Regions from separate parts of the Zea mays genome. Here all the other regions are linked to region 2. Evidence: chromatin contacts called from public Hi-C data. All regions are on one chromosome and are shown on one strand. The core of a region is the stretch at or near the end of the contact, and the rest is flanking DNA. Distances in the headings are between cores, read along the strand shown.

The links. Hi-C and Micro-C count contacts between places; a contact is called where the count stands out from the background.
Region 1: a contact with region 2 is called in a Hi-C map of endosperm, with 1.9 times the contacts expected there. The contact joins the promoter of LOC103650821 here to the promoter of LOC103650824 in region 2. A contact is called at or near these places in 3 of 25 Hi-C or Micro-C datasets (ear, endosperm and root tip).
Region 3: a contact with region 2 is called in a Hi-C map of bundle sheath, with 2.2 times the contacts expected there. The contact joins the enhancer-like site here to the promoter of LOC103650824 in region 2. A contact is called at or near these places in 4 of 25 Hi-C or Micro-C datasets (bundle sheath, leaf and leaf mesophyll).

Annotation. Positions count from the first base shown.
Region 1 is chr3:159,657,091-159,661,219 of Zm-B73-REFERENCE-NAM-5.0, forward strand. It overlaps LOC103650821, which reads right to left and starts at 1,972. Exons shown (of 3, transcript NM_001346756.1): 1 at 1,633-1,972; 2 at 1,442-1,506; 3 at 902-1,288. The coding sequence starts at 1,963. The coding sequence ends at 1,136. It overlaps LOC103650822 (probable serine/threonine-protein kinase), which reads left to right. Exons shown (of 7, transcript NM_001346757.1): 7 at 94-678. The coding sequence ends at 459.
Region 2 is chr3:159,810,565-159,815,027 of Zm-B73-REFERENCE-NAM-5.0, forward strand. It overlaps LOC103650824 (NAC domain-containing protein 10), which reads right to left and starts at 2,106. Exons shown (of 3, transcript XM_008676410.4): 1 at 889-2,106; 2 at 484-794; 3 at 1-365. The coding sequence starts at 1,081. The coding sequence ends at 129.
Region 3 is chr3:159,993,588-159,997,899 of Zm-B73-REFERENCE-NAM-5.0, forward strand. LOC100384037 (zinc finger homeobox protein 4) reads left to right here. Exons shown (of 8, transcript XM_008675029.4): 6 at 1-48; 7 at 129-164; 8 at 517-1,818. The coding sequence ends at 1,290. Among protein-coding and RNA genes, the nearest start is that of LOC109945306, 6.4 kb to the right of the region's middle. Within about 2 kb of position 2,479, at least 20 of the 20 cell types and tissues checked have an H3K27ac peak or open chromatin away from gene starts, as enhancers often do. A contact at or near this core is called in bundle sheath, leaf and leaf mesophyll, where this site is marked.

The DNA.
Region 1 (4,129 bases), core at 722-3,221, 150 kb before region 2:
TCGCTTTTACATCAAAAGCTACATTGAAGCAACTATGTAGACACTGTGAACACAAGAAAATGGTGAAATAAAATGTGTTATTTCAATCTTCAGGTACCAAGGTTGGTGACAAGCACAAGCACAACCAAACTTGAGAGATTTCCGCCGCCTCATCTGGACGCGTCGATTGGTTATAGTCTAGATTCATCAGTGGATGGAGCCACAGAAGAGTTCTTCTCGTCGTCGGTCGTTGAGCTAAAGAAAATGCCAAGCCTCATATTTGGTCACGTGAAATCTTACCTGAATAGCCCAAAGAAGGGCATGCACAGCAAGGCAAGGCCAAGCCTCAACATGGCGCCTCCCACCGTTCTCATTGGCGCATTCCGGCCTTACTCCTTTGGGCAGCCAATGGAGGTGAGAAGAAAGAATAGAGAGCAATTCAGAAGCAAAGGAAGAAATGCAGTAGGTGCAGTCAAGTGACAACCTAATCATGTATTCATGTTACCCCCCTTTTTTTTGCCCTTCACTTTTTTATTATAGATGCCAGATAGATAATAGCCGGTGAATTTCAACCACAGTTGATAGGTTTTACCTTGTATAGTTAGAGAGTACTATACATTAGAGTTGCGTATACTGCATTTATTCTGTATAATGGATCACAGAGTTTCATCTTTAACACAAAGGAAGGTCTGAGAACTCCCTGACAAATTTGTATCTTCAACCTCTGCATCAGAGGAAGATCAGAGAGAAAAGAAAAGGAAGGGGTTAAGGGGATTGCTAAAATACTTGCACGTGATCTTAGGGCATGTTTGGTAGTTTAGGAACTAAAAAGGGACTAAAAATTAGTCCCTAAAACAAACATGCATCTTGCGGAAACATTTCTGCTACATGACCACGCAGAATTCAACAGTACACATAACCAAATGACGCAAAGCTTGGATGGATTTCCAGATTGCCCTCCTTTCTTAACACTAATTTGCACCATTTACAGAATCAGCTTTAGCTTACAGGGACTAACCAAGGCTGAAAAAATATCAGCGAATGATGCAAAGCCAGCATCGATGCATCATAAACGATGACTGAATGAGCCATGCGTGTGTGTTTTTATAAGCTGAGACGTAGTAAAATGTAGAAGATCCCATATAGCGCTGCCTGATCAGGGTTGGGAGCTTGCATCTGAAGCGGCAGCAGGAGGCGGCGAAGGCTTGCTTCTTTGGCGGCTGAACAAGTTGTGCTTGTGCCAAGCGGCAGCGACGATCGACAAGCCACTGAACCTAAGCCATTTGGTCCCCCCTTTAGGTTGAGAGACCTGCATATCAATTAAGGTATCAGAAATTAGCAGATGTAGTATATTCTGTATACCACAGCTGCAATGCAAGTGCATAAGCATAAGCAACGTTTAATGTTCAGATGTCAATAGGAGAGCTCATGCACGATGCCATGAAGGATATGGATCATGTACCTCGTTGGAGTCCTGTGCCTTGTTTGCCGTGATTTCGCTCCTATTGCTCAGCTGTCGCGCCGTCGCTGCAGAGGAGGAGATGGGGAGAAGGATGGTTCGGGAAGTGTCAGCGTCAATGGAGCTCACGAGACGGCAAGCATGGAAGTGAAGAGCAAGTCGCGCGTCGCGGTGTGCGAATTAAGTTGAAGTACCTCTGATCCTGACGGTGTCATCGGCGTCGATGGCATCAGCCACGATCCTATCGACGGCCGCCGTCTTCTTCTGGCAGTAGTACCTGAAGCTCGGCGAGCCGGGCATCGACGGGAGCGCGGCGGTCCCCTCCTCCAGCTCCTTGGGCTCCGGCGCCACCTTGCACCCTCGCCTCCTGCCCCCGGACGACGACTCGGCCTCCTGCCCTTCCTGCTGGTGCGGCGGCGCCAGCAGACCCGAGGTGGACGCCTCGCTGTGCCCCGGCTCCCCCGCCCGCGCCCACCCCCGCCGCCGGAGCTCGGCCCCGTCGGCGGCCGACGCCGCGCACCCCATCGCGGCCGCGGCCAGCGTGGGGGAGGGGGGCCGCCGGTGAGTGCGTGGGCGTGCGTGAGCAGGAGCGCGGTCGAGGGGCGGAGCGAGGGGTGATCGGAAAGGATGGCCTCCCATGCCGCGCGGCGCCGGCCAGCCTTAGTAAGGAGGCACGCGCGGCGCGGGAGGCGGTTTCGACCGTTGTGGCCGGCCAGCGGCGGCGCGGGCTTCTCGGCGCGTGGCCCAAATCTGGCGGCCTCATGGCTAATGATGCCATGCCAGCAGCGTCGTCCTCGGTGCTCCTCGTGGGACGAGATTTTTGACGTTATAAAACGCGACACATTCGGTTTCAACGAAACGGAGACGTAGACGAAGGCTTCGATGATTTAGAGATTCACACGACACACACCAGTATGACTCGAGCTCTCTCTTAGATATGTTTGACAGCTGTCGGTATCCTGAATCAGGGATACCCTCTTTAACAGTATGAAGACGCTGCACCCGTACGACACCTTCAGGTCACACAGAGAGCGGCACCCGACCCCACCACATGGGCAGGCCTAAGGGCACCACATGGCGAGGAAGGATAATACGTCCCAGTAAGCACCGTTGGGTCCGGATCTTCATAGAGGAACACCGGACCCCTGTGAGTACGAGCCCGGAGCTCCCGTGGAGACATGCCAGATGAAAGTCGCCTAGAGGGGGGTGAATAAGCAAATCTGAAATTTATAAAGTTTAAGCACAACTACAAGCCGGGGTTAGCGTTAGAAATAAAGTTGAGTCCGAAAGAGAGGGGAAACAAATCACAAGCGAATAAGGCGAATGACACGGTGATTTGTTTTACCGAGATTCAGTTCTTGCAAACCTACTCCCAGTTGAGGTGGTCACAAAGACCGGGTCTCTTTCAACCCTTTCCCTCTCTCAAACGGTCACCTAGACCAAGTGAGCTTCTCTTCTCAATCAAACGGGACACTAAGTCCCCACAAGGACCACCACATAATTGGTGTCTCTTGCTTTGATTACAAGTGAGTTGAAAACAAGAATAGAGGAAGAAGAAAAGCGATCCAAGCGCAAGAGCTTGAAAGAACATAAAAGTCTCTCTCTAGTCACTAATTTATTTGGTGTGATTCCGGACTTGGGAGAGGATTTGATCTCTTTGTTTGTGTCTTTGAATGAAGTCTAGAGCTCTTGTATGAGGTTTGATGACTGAAAATTGGATGCATTGAAGTGTGGTGGTTGGGGGTATTTATAGCCCCAACCACCAAAATAACCGTTGGTGAAGGCTTCTGTCGTATGGCACACCGGACACTATCTGGTGCGCCAGCCACGTCATTAGGTCGTTGGGTTCCGACCGTTGGAGCTTCTGACAACGGGGGCACCGGACAGTCCGGTGGTGCACCGGATAGACATTGTTCACTGTCCGGTGCGTCTTCTGGCGTCTGCTCTGACTTCTGCGCGCGCAGTTGCACTGTTCACCGTAGCGTTGCAGACGACCGTTGGCGCGGACGACCGTTGCTCCGCTTGGCACACTGGACAGTCCGGTGCTACACCAGACAGTCCGGTGAATTATAGCGGAGCGGTCTCCTAGAATTCCCGAAGGTGGCAAGTTTGGAGTGGAACTCCCTGGTGCACCGGACACTGTCCGGTGCGCCAGACCAGGGCTGTCTTTGGGTTGTCTTTTGCTCTTTTTGTTTGAACCCTTTCTTGGACTTTTTATTGGTTTGTGTTGAACCTTTGGCACCTGTAAAACTTATAATCTAGAGCAAACTAGTTAGTCCAATTATTTGTGTTGGGCAATTCAACCACCAAAATTATTTAGGAAAAGGTGTAAGCCTATTTCCCTTTCAATCTCCCCCTTTTTGGTGATTGATGCCAACACAAACCAAAGCAAATATATAAGTGCAGAATTGAACTAGTTTGCATAAGGTAAGTGCAAAGGTTACTTGGAATTAAACCAATATATATTCTCATAGGATTTGCATGGATACTTTCTTCATATTTAACATTTTGGACCACGCTTGCACCACTTGTTTTGTTTTTGCAAATTCTTTTGGAAATTCTTTTCAAAGTCTTTTTGCAAATAGTCAAAGGTGTATGAATAATATTTTGAGAAGCATTTTCACGTTTTGAAATTTTCTCTCCCTGTTTCAAATGTTTTCCTTTGACTAAACAAAACTCCCCCTCAAAGAA
Region 2 (4,463 bases), core at 856-3,355:
TGTTGGAGGCCGATCTTCTTGTCTCTCTATTGATTGCAACTAGGTACTGATGATGAGGCTTCTACGGCAATTAGAACATGGCGCCCGCGATCTGATCGACATGGGGTAGCCAACTCTTCTACTCAGTCTCAGTTAGAGGAGGCGACGGTGCTGCTGCTGCTCCCTTCGTCGCCGTCATCCTCTTCCTGGTCGAGGGTCTCGGAGGCGTCGGTGACGCAGGACGACGGGCTCTCCTCCGCCGCGTGCTCCTCTTCTAGTTCCTCCCTGGCGCCACCACCAAGGCGGGCGCGGTGGGCCGGCCTGGCCCTCCTGAAAATGCGGCAGACCACCCAGTCGGCCGCCGCGTCGCCGCCGTGGGAGCTCACCTGGATTACAGATTCAGGTACACGAAATAGCGAATCAGCCGCCGCACGTCGGTGCGATACATACACACGAGTTACACAAATCAAGCATTGAAGCCAGCCAGGGTTGGCGCGCGCTTACATTAGTGGGCGGAGGCGCGTTGGCGCCGGCGCCGGCGGCGCAGCCATAGGGGTGGAGGCCGGCGGGGAGGAGGCGGTACTCGTGCATGGCCCAGTGGGTGCGGGCGCGGCCGCGGCGGGGGCAGAATACGAGCGTCCGCTTGGTGCCGACGGGGCGCTTGCAGCGCGGGGACAGGACGAGGGTCTCCTTGCCGGACGGCCTCCAGACGCCGGTGCCGGCCGCCCTGGCCGCGCCGCCGCCCTTGCGCCAGCACTGCGTCGCCGGGCGGTGGAAGAAGAAGCGCTCCCCGTCGGCGTCGGCTCCGGATCCCCCTGCAGGGTTGGATCCAATTCGGTCGCGCGTGCTCGTCAGGTAAGGGACGCGAGCGGCAATGCGGGGAGGGGGTGCGATGGAGAGGCACGGTACCTGGTGCGGCGGCGGGGAGGAGGTCCCACGGGTGGAGGCGCGCGAGGTCGGCGTCGGGGATGACGCCGGCGGGGAGCGGGCAGGCCAGCGCCTTGCGGCGGAGGTAGTGCAGCAGCAGCTCCTCGTCGGTGGGGCGGAAGCGGAAGCCGATGGGCAGGCCCGCCACGGGCGCGCCCGGCCGCCGGCCCTCCATCGCCGGCCGACGGGATCGAAGCAGGATTGGGTTTCGTATGTGTGTGGGGCTGCCTGCCTGCGCGATCTACCCTGGCTGACCGATGTCAGGCAGCAGACGGCATCGGCGACCGGATTTTTTTTTGGTCGTGGTGGGGATGAGGAGAAGATGGATTGGGATCCGTCGCGCTTGGCTCGTGGTTATGGAGGAGAGGAAAAGAAGGGGCCGTCGGCTCCGCCGTTTTATAGGGGTAGCGGCGGTGGCGTAAGCTGGACTCTATCAATTGAACTCCGCCCAAACTCAACTGCCCTGCCCGTGCCCGTCTCTTCCTATTCATTTTTTTTTTGTCTCTCTTTTTGGATTTGGATTGGAGTAGTCTTGCTGTGCTCCTACAAGGCTGCTTTTTTTTAAAAAAAAACGGTGAATAATTTCAATTTGAAGCTTGCATTTACAGAGATGAGTAGTCTTGCTGTGCTCCACTACTGTACCAAGTGCTATCGGAGTGGTAGTAGTATACTGCATCTCGGTCAAGAGCAGTGGCCAAGGGCAACAACGTCTCTCGGACCCGATGGTTGAGTTCAGTGCCCTATCTATCGGCCTCGGTTCCCAAGGTACGGTCGGGTGCGGTTCCTTTCCGGGCTTGGCTTTGCTTGCGCCTGCTCTCTTCCTTCCTCTGCCCTCCTCCGCCTGCCTTTTTCCGCCTCGACTCGTCGTCGTGGTCGTGGGCCTCTCGCCGCCTTTCCGAACGGGAGGGAGCACACAAGGGAGAAGCTTCCACGCCATGGCCACCGCCCTCCTCCCTCAGTCCTCACCTCACACTTCACCCGATCGACGACGCGCCGCCTACCAGCATTGGATCCCCCACATTCACCTCGCGACCTTGCTTGCAGCTTGTCTAGCACGCCGCTTCCAAAAAGGGAACCCCGAAAGTTGGCTACCCGACGTCCCTCGTGCCGCGGCGCTACAGACGCACAGGGAGGTGGAGGCGCCGCAAAAGTCGTCGCCTTTGTCCTCTCTCTCTCCCTCCCGCTGGCTGGCGCCCCGGGGCCAGGCGATCGAGCGTGCGCGCGTCCGCCCGCCGTGAAATGTCAGCGCGTTCGACCGGTTGACCTGCAGCTGCAGCTTCGTTCACCGACCACCGCGCGCGGGGTCGGCGTGTCATCGGGCGTCGTCAGAAGAAAGCCACCCACGGGTGGTCTTGCTTGCCTTGCTCGACCTCGAGTGGCTCGTCAGGCCAAGGACGAATTTGTCACGGGCAGCGGGGGAGTTTTGCTTGTTTGCTACTTTGACAGTGAGTAACGGGTGGAGAGTGACTCAAGCAGGCAGGGTGAGGGTGGTGTCAGCGTGGCATGCCACTCGGCGGCGGCGCAACGCAATGCAGCGCAAGGCATCGGGCGCGTTGGGGGCAAGGCAACGCCTTTTGCAGTTGGCAGTGGCTTTCGACGCCAGCCCACAGCCCAGGCAGGCAGGCGACCGCACGCGTACGTCCGCCTTTTGCCTCTGGCGTTTGCTGTTGCACGAGACGATCGTCGGCCCGGCCCTGCCCGGCAAGCAAGCCGGCGAGCACTCACGGACGGACAAGCCGTCGCTAGTGCCGTCACGTGCACTGGGCACTGGGCAGTGGGCACTAGCCGAGTGGCCGTGACCCCGTGGGCGGTGGGCGCTACGTTGCGTTGCGTGCGTCCATCCCCATTGACTGCGGTGGCGGTCGCGGTCTTGGCCAAGACCCCGGTGCCGTCCGGGCAAGTGCCACTGGCTGCCACCCACCCGCGACAGACGGACGGAGTCGGGGGATTGCCCACGGGCGCACGTCGCCGGCGGTGTGGCACTCCACTCGCTGGCTGGCTGGATGGGCAAGGCAGCGGTGGGCCGGTGGCGGAAGCTACAGAGCATTGGCCGCCCGCCGGAAGGTGCCGTGCCGTGGCGAGGGATGCCGCTCCGCCCGGCCCGCGTCACGCGCGCACCCGTCCGTCCGTACTCCCTCCCACGCGCCCCTAGGGCCGGACAGGACATGCATCCACGTCGTCGTCGCCTTTTTTTCCCGGGACGGGACGCCGCTGCGGCTTGCACGCAGAGCACGTCTCGTTGCCGGCTACCCCTCCTCGCCCTGCACTGCACTGCACCTGCTCGGGGTCCGGGTGGTTGGTTGCTGCCGTGGCCTTTGCCTTGGTGCGGGCTTTCGTGGATCGCAGGGAATGCCAACGTCGCGAAACGATGTTGCGTACAGTCCTACTAGCAGTTTGGTGCGTCGCTCACGTCCGTGAAGGAAGGGAGGGGTGGAGTGCTAACTAACAGACCTCTATAGCTAGCTTACTTTCCACTTGGGTAGGGTAGGAGACAAATGCTTTGGGGTGCTTTTGTGTCCCTAACCTGAAATAGCACCCTTGGATCAAGACGAGAGTTCCTAGCCAGCCCAGCCGAAGCTTGTTGGGCCAGGACGCCCACAAACACCCCTTTCCCACTAAGACGTGTTGGATTTCAATCATGCATCCTCGCCCACGGAAAGCACCTGGGCCCTACTTCCGTACTGGGCCTTTATGTAAGACAACACAGACCGAGCCGGAACGGCAGGTACTGGGTGTTGAATAACGGGTGTTGAATAACGTAGTTGTCGCAGATCCCCGATCCGGACTTCGAACCCTCCCAACAGCAGTAAGGACGTGAGAAGTTGTAGAAGCCCGCTCCCTTCCCAGCAACCCAACACAGAGAGGAACAAGAGACACAGTGGATGGAAGCTCTTTCTGTCTATCTTTATTATGATGGATATGAGTACATATATATATATATAACCTGTGTACCCCTAAGGGCAGTTTCGGTATTAGCCCATTAAACCCCTTTTAGGGTTTCTCAACACTCCCCCTTGGGCGAATACCGTGACGACTTATGTCTCATCAAAACTCCGAAAAACCCAGTGGGAAAAAATGGAGAAAGAGAGCATAGTGCCACTCGATGTATTGCACTTGTTGCCTCGTTAAAAACCATCTGTGAGAAACTTCAGGAAAACTCACAATGGGAAAAAGAGTACAACGGATGTCTTCAGGACAACTATAACCTTCAAGGTGTATAATATACGATCTTCGGGTCGAATTATAAGGGCTGAAGTTCAGAGGTGATCTCCCCCTGAACCCTGCAGGTCTCTCAAATGCCTCATCCCTATACCTCGTACACATTTTCTGAATGCGACTGCAGGTAAGGATTTAGTGAATAAATCAGCCAGATTATCACAATACTTGACTTGCAGGATTTTTACCTCACCCTCGTTCTGGAGTTCATGAGGATAAAAATACTTAGGACATATATGCTTAGTCATATTGCTCTTAATATAGCCCGTTTCCATTTGTGCAACACATGCAGCATTATCTTCATAGATAATGGTGGGGGTATTTGCGGTGTTATAACCACA
Region 3 (4,312 bases), core at 1,229-3,728, 180 kb after region 2:
CTCAGGGCCACTCTGATTTCTCATTTGAAGGAAGCGCTGAATGAGCAGGTGCTGAAGCAAATAACTCTGTAAGGCCTGTTTTATTTGTTAAATGGATCTGGTGCTCACCGCGGTTCTTTTATTTTCAGGAGCTCAAAGTGGAACAAGTCAGAAGCCTGCTTCAGGTAATTTTCTTCAACCAGCATTGCTCTTTTTATGATCAAACTTTAATTTGTGGATTCCTAACCACAATACAGTGTATGGAGTTCATTTTTGAAAAAAAAACATTGCTATCTCACTTATGCTTCTCAATGGATAGAACTTTTGTACTGTAGAATATACTTACAATTTACTTCACCTTTATGTGTTTTGGGGCCATCTGTTTTGGGTTTAATGAGACTGAGTCCCCTTAGTAAAATGGCCTCATACTACAGGGCTGACTGGTACCTGTAACCTTTGAGTCTAACAGTTATGGCTCTTTATGTTAGGGAAAGAAGCAGTGCACCAGATTACTAATGCTTTTTTGTCATGAATCAGGCAGCTCAGCCTCGATTCAAGAGAGCTGCTGAGCTCTGCGTGGGGCTTGGAAGCAACATGGAAATGCATGAGCCATCAAATCAAGGGCATAAGAGGTCTAGCCTCTCTGATCCACTTAGTACTGTTGCTCCAGGAGCTGAGAAGTCTCTTCAAAAGGGACAGTCAAGTGCAGTGTTGTATTCACAGGAGGGAAATGGTTTTGAGCACATCATGACAGAGACAAAGCTTGCTGCAGGTGATGCTTCAGACAATATACGTGGTGGTGATTTGCCTTCACAAGTGAATGGGGGCAACACCAAGCTGAAAATAGAAGAGCACACTTCTGGTAACAAGAGGCAGAAGCTAGAGGATGACACAGATATTTCTCAGCCTCAATCACAGTCACCGCCACCGCCACCCCCATTCCCTCATCCTGACGCATTCGAACCACCACCACCACCACCACCTGAGGTTCCTCCATCACCAGAGCCTAGCCCACCACCACCGCCAACTTCACCGCCACCCAATATGATCCCCCCGCCGCCGCCGGCAATGCCACCCCAAATGATCTCACATGTACCACCTCCAGCTGGTACATTTGTACCTTTTCCTGCTGGACCACCTGGTCCAATGTATTCCAGCTACCCACCTTTTACTCCTGTGGTCAACTTCCCCATAACCAGCCCACCAGCTGGTTTCCCTAGTCCAAGCCCGCCTCCGCCTTTTCAAGGATTAGTGGGTACATTCTATGGCCCTCAGTTCCCCACCGCACCCCCACCAGCAGACAGGAAATGAGTGTAGTAACCTACCGGCAGCCCCCCTCATCATACTAGTTTATTTCCCCTTTTCAACAGAGAATATGACTCGGGGGGTGGGGGGGGGGGGGGGGGGGGGCGCTCCATCAGCATGTGTTGTGGAGCTCAGAAGATTGTTGTAAATTTAGCCAGTCAGTGCGCAGCAGTGAATTTTCTGAACTAGTTGTGGTCTTGGTCCTGGAGTAGAAGTGTAGAACCTGTAGATTTCGACTGCTAGAGAGAATTAGGGATTCTGAGAGCCGAGAACAAATGCCTGCGACAGATTAATAATAAGTTGTGGTCTTGTTGGAGTAAAAACTGTAGATTCCCACAGCTTAGAGAGAGAGCATGGAACTCGGTAGCATGACATGTTGTAACTCATGTACAATTGTGTTCATTGCCAGATCATCCGAGAACATGTACATGTTCCCGTGATGTTTTGAGCGTGTAATTCTGTTGTTCTGTGTAAGATATGGCTTGAGCCGCTGTCGATGGTTGAAACTTTTTGCTCTCGGTTATTGTATTGCCAGTAGTACCTTTTTGCGTCTACTTATCGCACGTGTTCCCAAGTAATGTTCCTGGCGGCCAAAAAAAAAGCATCTCAGCACGAGGACAGAGAGCACACTAGTACAGTACCCTTCACAAGCAGTACAGATGTCCTGATTCTTGCCTATTTTCGCCTAAAACGAGATGATAAATCTGAAACAGACACATCCTAAACCACTCGTGAGCTTGAGTACAATTCTTGCTTATCTTTGGCTAAAACCGGACGATAGGCTGAAACAGACAGTTGCTTCTTCTCGTTCACAGCCTCGTGCCTCGACCCATCGCAGAGCCGTGTTGCCCTTCCTCGCGCGCCGACAAGGCATAGCCTCATTTTCATCACCCCATAGGCCAGTAGGAGAAAACGTTTCGCATTGACCAAGGCAAACAGAGAGAGGGAGGGGGTGATGTGCACGTCCGTGGGCACATCCGTGCGTCGTGGACTCTAAAATAGGCTTTGACCCATCAGAGTAGACGGCTTCGTGGGTCGCCGTCACGAGCACCCGCAGAGTCGTGATTCGTGAATCATAGGCAGCACCACAATAATTGCAGAGCACGCGCGATTCGTCGGAGGAGAGGTACGTGTGACCACGGGCCCGGTTGCGGCTTTTTCCTGGCACGGCCCACGAAGCAGACTCCCTCCTCGCACACTTTTTCTCGTGGCCTGCTGGGCCCCGCTCGCTACACAGGAAAAATGAGACCACAAGGTTGATAGCATATAGTTGGACCATATGACGATGGGTCGTCTTTGGACCATGTCATGGTGGTTTCCAAAAAGGTGATGACGACCCGTACGTCGGTACGTGCGCGCGCGCCCCTTTTATTTTACTTTATTTTATTCCGATCGAGGAAATCCCACACCACACCAAACAAAGCTTTCCGTTGACAAGCCGTGCAGTATCCAAACAAAACCTCTGAATAATTGATTGATTGACCATTGAAGATCCCTGGACCGGTCCTAGTCGATCATGGGAGGGAGGGACTGCAAAGTCAAAGCTCATGCGCCACTTTTCGTGGACAATGCAATACGCGCGCACGTCAAAAAAGTCTAGCACAGAGAATTCAACCGTTGAAGAGCTAGCAGCCGGCCCCTCCGAGATGTGACCGGACCGATAATGATCCATGCTACTATCTGCTTTCTGCGCTCGTGTTTTTGCTAGGGAGGCAAGATATCACAACAGCAAAATAGAAAACATACATCCTACATAGTATTTCCAACAGCTATCGGACATTAATCTAACGTTATAAGCGAGGGAGGACCTAGGCCTCTCCTCGTTTCTTTATTGCAAGTATTAGTATCTAGATTTTCACTGTTAAGTCCCCTGCTGAGTCTAACTAAGATGCTCTCGCTCTAGTATTTTAATGTCCATCCTTATAAGTATGTCATCGCTCTTGTTTTATTCTAGGTCCGCTTATGCGTTCGACGACTGTCAGCCACCGGACATAAGACTTATGTCCGACGGCTGACAAATAAGCCGTCGAACATAAAGTATTTTAAGAACTTTCCCACGCACACGCCCACTCTCTGCCTGCGTCGCTCGCTAGCTCCCCCTTCGCCGCTGCCACTCTACCTCGCTGGTGCACGCCCCCTCACCACCGCACGTGACCTTGTCAGCGTCCGCGCCCTCGTCAGCGACAGCTTCATGGCCTCATCGGCGTCCCTCGCCTGTCGTTCCGTGCCTCTCGCTGGCGCCCCTCATCCTCTGCCTCGTGCTCGCACCCGCCACTTCGTTCGACGCTAAGTAAGTTATTTTCGACGGCAAAAAGTAATTGTACAAATTATTTAGATTGTTTTAGTTCGTTTAGAGGTTGTTAGATATTCTGAATTTGGAATTTTCGAGGGTAATTATTAAACCCTCGGAAATAAGCTTACTCGATGTTATTTTCACACGAAATAATGTTATTTGTAACTTAAACGTATGTAATGTTAGCAAACACAATCTATTGTAGCGTAAACGCGTGTATCATAGTGTTAACAAATGGAACATAACCTAGACGTTGTTCGTTTCGGCCCAACACACCTCGCATGTGACGTATGTGATGTGTGTTGAGCCGGAATTGTCCCTTTATTGGACAACCTAGCTCGGAGTGACCGATAGAGCCCGTGTTTAGGACAAGGCAGGTGCTCGTGCATAATTTCGACAACATAACCCCTTTGTTCTCTGTTTCACCATTTTCAGGCATGCAATTGGAGAACAATAGGGCTATGCTACCAAAATTTTGCTTTAGCTAATGTCTTATCATAAATACGACCTCTATCGATCACTCTTGGGTGGTTTAAGAGCTATCCTTTTCTATAGATGTAGGTGCATGATTTCTCCGTGATAACAACAGAGTACGACCAATTAAACCCCCAATCTAACCAAACCTATTTATTATATTTACCTTATTTGCAATATTATTTTCATTCCTTAGGAGTAGGAGTAATCTAGCCCTAGTCTAGCCTTTATCAACCTATTTTTTTCGCCGCTGTTTGACTC